Linked DNA regions of Macaca mulatta: all the other regions are linked to region 3. The links are chromatin contacts, called in public Hi-C maps. All regions are on one chromosome and are shown on one strand. Each heading gives the region's core, a stretch centred on a gene start, on an enhancer-like site or on the middle of the called end of the contact. The rest is flanking DNA. Distances are from core to core; before and after follow the strand shown. Region 1 has its middle 110 kb from the start of KLF13. Region 2 has its middle 60 kb from the start of KLF13. Region 3 holds the start of LOC106999105.

The links. Hi-C and Micro-C count contacts between places; a contact is called where the count stands out from the background.
Region 1: a contact with region 3 is called in a Hi-C map of blood, with 2.7 times the contacts expected there. The contact joins the enhancer-like site here to the promoter of LOC106999105 in region 3. A contact is called at or near these places in 2 of 14 Hi-C or Micro-C datasets (blood and liver).
Region 2: a contact with region 3 is called in a Hi-C map of fetal cortex germinal zone, with 1.7 times the contacts expected there. The contact joins the enhancer-like site here to the promoter of LOC106999105 in region 3.

The regions. Positions count from the first base shown.
Region 1 is chr7:7,736,745-7,739,444 of T2T-MMU8v2.0, forward strand. No RefSeq gene overlaps it. Among named protein-coding and RNA genes, the nearest start is that of KLF13, 110 kb to the right of the region's middle. Within about 2 kb of position 1,442, at least 9 of the 40 cell types and tissues checked have an H3K27ac peak or open chromatin away from gene starts, as enhancers often do. A contact at or near this core is called in blood, where this site is marked.
Region 2 is chr7:7,787,663-7,790,362 of T2T-MMU8v2.0, forward strand. No RefSeq gene overlaps it. Among named protein-coding and RNA genes, the nearest start is that of KLF13, 60 kb to the right of the region's middle. Within about 2 kb of position 1,304, at least 12 of the 40 cell types and tissues checked have an H3K27ac peak or open chromatin away from gene starts, as enhancers often do. A contact at or near this core is called in fetal cortex germinal zone, where this site is marked.
Region 3 is chr7:7,962,657-7,965,356 of T2T-MMU8v2.0, forward strand. LOC106999105 reads right to left here and starts at 1,437. Exons shown (of 2, transcript XR_013395477.1): 1 at 1-1,437.

The DNA.
Region 1 (2,700 bases), core at 192-2,691, 230 kb before region 3:
TACAAAAATTCGTCAGGTGTGGTTGTGCAGGCCTGTAGTCCCAGCTACTTGGGAGTCTGAGGTGGAAGGATCACTTGAGCCTGGGAGGTGGAGGTTGCAGTGAACCGAGATTGTGCCACTGCACTCCAGCCTGGGTGACAGAGTGAAACCCTGTCTCAAAAACAAACAAACAAACAAACAAAACAAAAGCAGAAAACATGAAACAGCATAACAAAAATAATACCAAAAGTATTAGTTACAGTGACAAATGTGGGTAGTTCAAATACCTCTATAAGAAGACAATCAGTTAACTAAACTCAAAAAACAATATCCAACTATATGCTGGTTATAAGAGACACAATTAAAATAGAGTGAGGCGTGGAATGTGATTCACGAAGGTAGGAGCCGTGTCTCTGTGACACTCTGCAAAGCTCAGTTCTGAGACACCGCGTGGCATACATATAGGAGATGCTCACTATGGATTTGCTAATGACAGCAAAGGAATGAACGAAAATATGCTAGGTCAATTGCAAACAAGTAAGTGAAAAGAACAGATGTCACATTTTTAAAGAAAAAATTCACAGAAAATAGAATCTAAAACAATAACTATGAAAATAAGGCAAAGGAGGTCATTTTATTTTTCTAAATCATGAAATGACAACTTCCACAATCCTTCTTACATGGGAAATATTATTCCACTAAAATGTATTAAATGAAAACTTTAAAAATACAAGTAGAAATTGACAAAAATGCAATTGCATGGGGTCGTTTTACTGTATCGCTCACACTTTTTTTTTTTTTTTTTTTGAGACAGAGTGTCACTCTGTCGCCCAGGCTGGAGTGCAGTGGCACGATCTTGGCTCACTGCAAGCTCCGCCTCCCAGGTTCAGGCCATTCTCCTGCCTCAGCCTCCCGAGTAGCTGGGACTACAGGTGCCCGCCACCACGCCCAGCTAATTTTTTGCATTTTGTAGAGATGGCGCTTCACTGTTTTAGCCAGGATGGTCTTGATCTCCTGACCTCGTGATCCACCTGCCTCAGCCTCCCAAAGTGTTGGGATTACAGGCGTGAGCCACTGCGCCCGGCCTCACTCACACTTTTTGATGGAGGCAGTATATCAAAAATCCACAGGCATATGAAGGCTTAAATAATGTAATCAATATTACTGATTGAGTAGACACTGCTAACGAAGTCAACCCCCACCCCCCAACCCCCTCTGACACACACCTACACACACACACACACACACACGTTTGTTCAGAGTCATCAGTTGTCACGTGAGCTCTTTCTTTTTTTAAGAGGAGCAGTGTTTCTTGAGGCCCAGATGCAGGCTGGTGGGTGGGTGAGGTTAAAGAAACACCACGGCAAAGGTTCTCTCTTGGGGCCTCTGGGTTCGGTTTGAGCTCCTGGGATTGAGATCGGTTTGAGGGCCCAAAACCAAGATTTTCTTGAGCAATCTGGTAAATTTTTAGACCATGAGGTCATAGTCTGAGGTCATCTAGCTGTTGAAGGGGAAGTCTTAGAGGCCAGATTAGGGAACAAAGGAAGCCTTACTTAGTCTAGGTGAGAAAGTGTGGCTTCAAGCTGGGTTTGTACTCTTTGATCTTTCCACTGCTGTAGGGACATAGGCCATGCTCGGTGGAGGACTGTGCTCTTGGCAATGGGATGGAGGGTGGAAGGCTCAGCAGGCCTTCATAATCTTGGTGTAACATGAGTGTGCATATGACTGTGGTTATAGGCTATGACATGTGAGTCATGTCTATGTTAAATTTTATATAAAAACAGAGAACTGGCCAGGCATGGTGGCTCAGGCCCATAATCCCAGCACTTTGGGAGGCCAAGTGGGGGAAGATCACTTGAGGTCAGGTGGTCAAGAGCAGCCTTGCCAACATGGTGAAACCCCGTCTCTACTAAAAATACAAAAATCAGCCAGGCATGGTGGCAGATGCCTGTAATCCCAGCTACTGGGGAGGCTAAGGCACGAGAATTGCTTCAATCTGGGAGGCAGAGGTTGCAGTGAGTCAAGATTATACCACTGCACTCCAGCCTGGGCAAAAGAGCGAGACTCTGTCTCAAAACAAAACAAAACAAAAGAAAAAACAAACAAACAAACAAAAAAACCACCAAAACCAGAAAACTTTCCTTTCCAGAATTCAAGCAATATTTATAAACATTGATGAAATATTGGGCCACAGAGAAACCTCAATAAATACCAAAAAGCAGAACATGTAATGAGGTTAAAAACCTCAATGCAATAAATCTTCAAGTCAACAACTAAAAGTTTAATTTTTTAAATGCCCTGTATGTAAATCACACCCCAATTTTTAAAATCTAACCCCTTGAAACTTAAAAATAAAATCACTGTCCTAAAGAAACATCAGCTCACCGAGAAAAACAAAACTGCATTTACATAAGACGGGAATGATGAGAAAATTGCCCAGCAAAACTTACGGGATGTGGCCACGGCCTGTTTTTATTACTAAGCAAGAAGAAATGAAGAGCCATGTGATGAGTAGTAAACAGATGAAGTCAGAAAAACAGAAGTCAGATGCGAGGAATGTGCTTTAAAAGACACACACGTCAGGACAAAAACAAAAGTTGTAACTGAATTACATGAGAAAAAAATATCTAGTCTTGATAAATAACACTAAGGGCTGTTCTGAGAAGAGACTGGTCCCCCTGCAGGCACCGGGTGGGGAGACTAGGATGCCAGCCCAGCTGC
Region 2 (2,700 bases), core at 54-2,553, 180 kb before region 3:
ATTAACACATCTTTTGTATGTGAGATATATTATATTCTGCATTCTTACAATACAGTAAACTAGAGAAAAGAAAATGTTATTAAGAAAATATAAGAAAGAGAAAATATATTTAGTATTCATTAAGTGGAAGTGGATCATTATAAAGGTGTTCATTCTCATTGTCTTCATGCTGAGTAGGCTGAGGAGGAGGAGGAAGAGGAGAAGATGGTCTTGCTGTCTCAGGGGTGGCAGAGGCAGGAGAAAATTTACATAGAAGTGGACCCACGCAGTTCAAACTCGTGTTGTTGAAGGGTCAACGGTATTCATCTTTCATATTAGGAAGCCAGTATATTTTGTCAGATACTCATAAATCACAAAGTAGGAGGACAAGTATTTTATTGAAGCTGAAGGGAATAACGACAAAAACAAATTAAAAACAGAAGCGATAAAGTTTAGTCCCGAGGTGGTAGAACTGGTGTGTGTGGGGGGGATGGGTAAAGAGACATTCTATCATTCGTTTTTTGTTTTTTGTTTTTGGTATTTTTTAACCTTGTTCATATGTATGATTAGAATTCCTGAATTTTAAAAACAAAACCAACAGTCAAATTACTTCCAAAGTCCTTGAACATCATGACTCAATACTCCATAAAATAAACATATTTTACTGTTCCTTTTTCTTTTTCTTTCTTTTTTTTTTTTTTTTGAGACAGAGTTTCGCTCTTGTCGCCCAGCTTGAAATCTTGGCTCACCACAACCTCCACCTCCCGGGTTCAAGTGATTCTCCTGCCTCAGCCTCCTGAGTAGCTGGGAGGGATTACAGCCATGCACCACCATACCCGGCTAATTTTGTATTTTCAGTAGAGACAGGTTTTCTCCATGCTAGTCAGGCTGGTCTCGAACTCCTGACCTCAGGTGATCTGCCCGCCTTGTCCTCCCAAAGTGCTGGGATTACAGGTATGAGCCACCATGCCCAGCCTTACTGTTTCATTTTTTAAATCATTTTCACTGGCACTTTCTCAGTTTTACAACTGTCAGCAACTGTATACAGAGTATGCATTCTTTACCTAGACATGAAAGGAAAACAAACAAAAACAGTTTCTAATGCTTTCCTAAAGGGACAGTGCCAGCTGATAAGAAGAGTAATAACCACCCAGCCCCATCATGTTCAGGCACTTCCAGGTACCAGGGCAGATGACTTCGACTCCTTCCTGACTCGAGGCAACATGCTTACCTAGTCTCAGATCAATGAAACCTGCTCTTGTTTTAAAGGCCTCGCAGCAGGGAGCTCAGCCTGTCTCCTCTCCAGCTGAAGCAGTTCTATTTTTATTCCACGCTGTCGGATGGCTCGTGTCCAAGCCAGTGGCTGTGCTCCAGGTGCCAGACTCCCTGGCAGCACCCCTATTATGGGACAAAGCTCTGCCTGCTCCAGACAGCAGCCTGGCCACAGCCTGATCACAGGCTAGTCACAGCCCTGTCACAGACATCTGTGCACACTTCAATCTGCCCATTGTGGGGACAGCCTGCAGGCCTGCCTGAACCTGGCCAAGCCCTGATAACAGGCAGGAACCACATCTGTGAACCAGGTCACAGATTGTGAGACTGTCAAACATTTCACACCTAAAGTGAATACAGAGAAAGGAAAAACAAGCCCCACTTTTCCCACCGCCCAGTTCTAGTACAGGCAGACCTCAAGATATTGTGGGTTTGGTTCCAGACCACTGCAATCAGCAAATATCACAATAAAGAGAGTCAAACACATTTTCTGGTTTCCCAGTGCATATAAAAGTTATGTTTAAACTATACTGTAGCCTATTAAGTGTGCAATAGCATTCTGTCTGTAAAAGCAATGTACATACCTTAATTTAAAAATACTTTTTGCTAACAAATGCTAACAATCATCTAAGCCTTCAGCAAGTTTTGGTCTTTTTCGTGCTGGAAGGTCTTGATTCAATGTTGATGGTTGCAGACTGATCAGGGTTGTGGTTGCTGAGGGTTGGGGTGGCTGTGGCAATTCCTTCAAATAAGACAACAATGAAGTTTGCCACACCAATGGACTAGTCTTTTAGTGATGGACTTCTCCGTAGTGTGCAATGCTGATAGCATTTGACCCATGGTAAAACTTCCTCTGAAATTGGAGTCCATCCTCTCAAACCCTGACACTGCTTTATCAGCTAAGTTTATGGAATATTCTAAATCCTTTGTTGTCATTTCAACAATGTTCACAGCGTCTTCACAAGGAGTAGATTCCATCTCAAGAAACCACTGTTTTTCCTCATCCATAAGAAGCAACTCCTCATTCATTCAAGTTTCATCAGAAAGGAGTCTCAAAGTGGGCTTCAAAATATTCAGTAAGCCATGCTGTAAATAGGTGTGCTGTCCTCCAGGCTTTGTTCTTCCACTTCTAGAGCGTAGGCAGAGTAGAGTTAGCGTATTTTTAATGGTCCCAGGATTTTCCGAATGGTAAATGAGCACTGGTTTTAACTTAAAGTCATCAACTGCCTTAGCCTCTAACAAGAAAACCAGCTTGTCCTTTAAAGCCAGCCATTGACTTATCTCTAGCTTTGAAAGTCCTAGATGGGATCTTCCTCAAATAGAAGTCAGTTTCATTTACACTGAAAATCTGTTGTGTAGTGAAGCCACCTTCAGCAATGATCTTGGCGAAGATCTTCTGGATAACTTGCCGCAGCTTCTATAGCAGCACTTGCTGCTTCGCCTTGCACT
Region 3 (2,700 bases), core at 187-2,686:
GCTGTCCCCGCCGCCCCGCCCTGCCCCCTGGTGTCAGCCACGGGCCTCAGCAGCCTGGCGTCCTCCTGGGAGCGTTTTTCTGACACCTCTGAGGGACCCGGTCCCCTGACCCCCTGGCCCATGCGGTCTGCCCAGGTCTTTGCGGGCGTTGGCTGTGTTTCAGGGAAACCTCCGAGGCTGATACCTGGCAGCAGCCCTGCGAAGGACTGCTCAACCACTCACTTCCCGACCACCGTGCCCCCAGCAGCTCTGGGACGCCGGGCTCTGTGGGTGGGCTGGGTCGGGCTGCAGACATGGGTCACTGTCCTACAGCAAGGACTGGCTGCGAGAGCAAGGAGGGGACCAGGGCTTTGGGATGTCAGTCCCCGAGCTCCCCTCTGCTGTCCCCTGCACAGGCGCAGAAGGGCATGGCCGGAGGGTCAGGGTGCCCCAGCTGGGTTCCTGCACTGCCGCAGGCCTTGTCCTGTTCCCGCCCACCCCCACCCCCCCACCGCCCCACCGCCCCAGGCTAGAATCCCACCGTCCTAACATGCCGAGAACTCTGGCTACTGCTGGAACTGGAACTGGGCTTCCTTCCTGGAGAGCCTATCCCCTGGGTCACCTGATGAATGTTTCACCCTGTTCCAGAAGCTTTCCAAGTCTCTGACCAGAATGCCTCCCCATCCCTTGGCTCCTGTTGCACAATCTGCAGCCTACAGTGACCACGCCTGGCGCAGGCCTCTTCTCGGGCTCTGGGAGGCTGGCCTCTGTGAACGCTGGGCTGAGCCAGCTTCTGACCCAGGAGGGGCCGAGGGCTGCCACATTCTCACCCCGCTCCAGGTTTGAGAAGGTATTTCCATGGGAAGCCTGTATCAAATGCGTACCCTTCCTGTGTGTCCTCACGTGTGTGCAGCAGTAACTGCTACAAGGCTACAGTCGGCACTGCTGAGCCAGGGGTGGTCCCTGAGCTTGTCTGAACCCCGCTGAGTGGAGCTCGATTGACAGGCAAGTGTTTGGTGTTCCCCTGGCTTGTAGAAGGGCTGATGTTAGCTCCTGAGACCACCATGTGTCTACTGCAAAAGGACAGCTGCAAGCCTCCAACAGATAGGGGAAGGAGGGAATGGGGAGAAGGGGGAAATCAGTAAAATACGACGTTTTCCAGCACCTGGGAGAGAAGGGGCTCTTGCACCAAAAGCCAGAAACTACTCTTCTGGGGGAGGTGGCCATCTTTCCTGGCTTCATCCCTCTCCCTGGCTTGGGAGGGAGGAGGAGATCCCCACTGGGCCACTCCAGGCAGGCGCTCAGCCAGTGGGCATCCAGGTCAAGCAAGCCTGGGTGCTCCAGTGTGAAAGGAACCTTAAACTCATTGGCCTAGGACCCCAACCTTCTTTCCACCCTCATCCAGGAGCCCTTGTTTTGAAAGCTTCTGTGTATTAAATAAATGACAATTAAATCAGAAAAATCTGTGTGACTCTTTTTTTTTTTTTTGAGACTGAGTCTCGCTTTGTCACCCAGGCTGGAGTGCAGTGGCTCGATCTAGGCTCGCTGCAAGCTCTGCCTTCCAAGTTCATGCCATTCTCCTGCCTCAGCCTCCGGAGTAGCTGGGACTACAGGCGCCCGCCACCATGCCCGGCTAATTTTTTGTATTTTTAGTAGAGACGGGGTTTCACCATGTTAACCAGGATGGTCTCAATCTCCTGACCTCGTGGTTCACCCACCTCAGCCTCCCAAAGTGCTGGGATTACAGGCGTGAGCCACCACGCCCGGCCCAGAAAAATCTGTTTTGAGTGTGACCCTCAGAAACTCAGTAACCTCAGGGAATTGGGCAGGGTTCATAGAGGTGCCTCCAAAAAAAAGGGAGAACTGCTGGGGGTCCCCCTCAGATACCTCCACATGTTACACTTTCCTGCAGGACTGGATTTTTTTTTTTTTGAGACAGAGTTTCTCTCTTGTTGCCCAGGCTGCAGTGCAATGGCACAATCTCGGCTCACGGCAACCTCCACCTCCCAGGTTCAAGCGATTCTCCTGCCTCAGCCTTCCGAGTAGCTGGGATTACAGGCATGGCCACCACGCCCGGCTAATTTTGTATTTTTAGTAGAGACAGAGTTTCTCCATGTTGGTCAGGCTGGTCTCAAACTCCCAACCTCGGGTGATCTGCCCGCTTTGGCCTCCCAGAGTGCTGGGATTACAGGGTGAGCCACGGCGCCCAGCCTAGGACTGCATTTGAGCTAAATGCAAGGAGTGCCAGTTCCTGCCGTTGACGAGACATGGGCCTCACCAAGCCCTGCCCGCTAGCTCTAAGCCTCTAGGATTTCAGACAAATCCTCAAACATAAACACAGAGCCCTATGGATCCTCTCAAGAAAAGCAAGGCAGGGGCCCTGCCAATTTGGTTATGAGAAAGATTTCATTAGCTTTGTTGTATTTGGCTTTTGTGTCACGGGCCCAGTTATCACCTTCTAGAATCTCCCTTCCTCCTTGTAAACTCCAGCTGAGTTTTAAGGCTCAGAAGTTCTCAGGGAAAGCAACATTGGATATTAAGACCTGAAAGTTGGTTTTGTTCTTTTTTTTCATCAACTAGCCCTTCTTTTATGTCTGTTCGTGGCCAGACGTAGTCTGCGGCTTCACGTAGCAACGTCTGATTAAATGAAGCACAGCCTATCCTGGGGCCATAGACAGATAATTACAGTGCTTAATTTTTTCATTTGATGAATAATGAAAG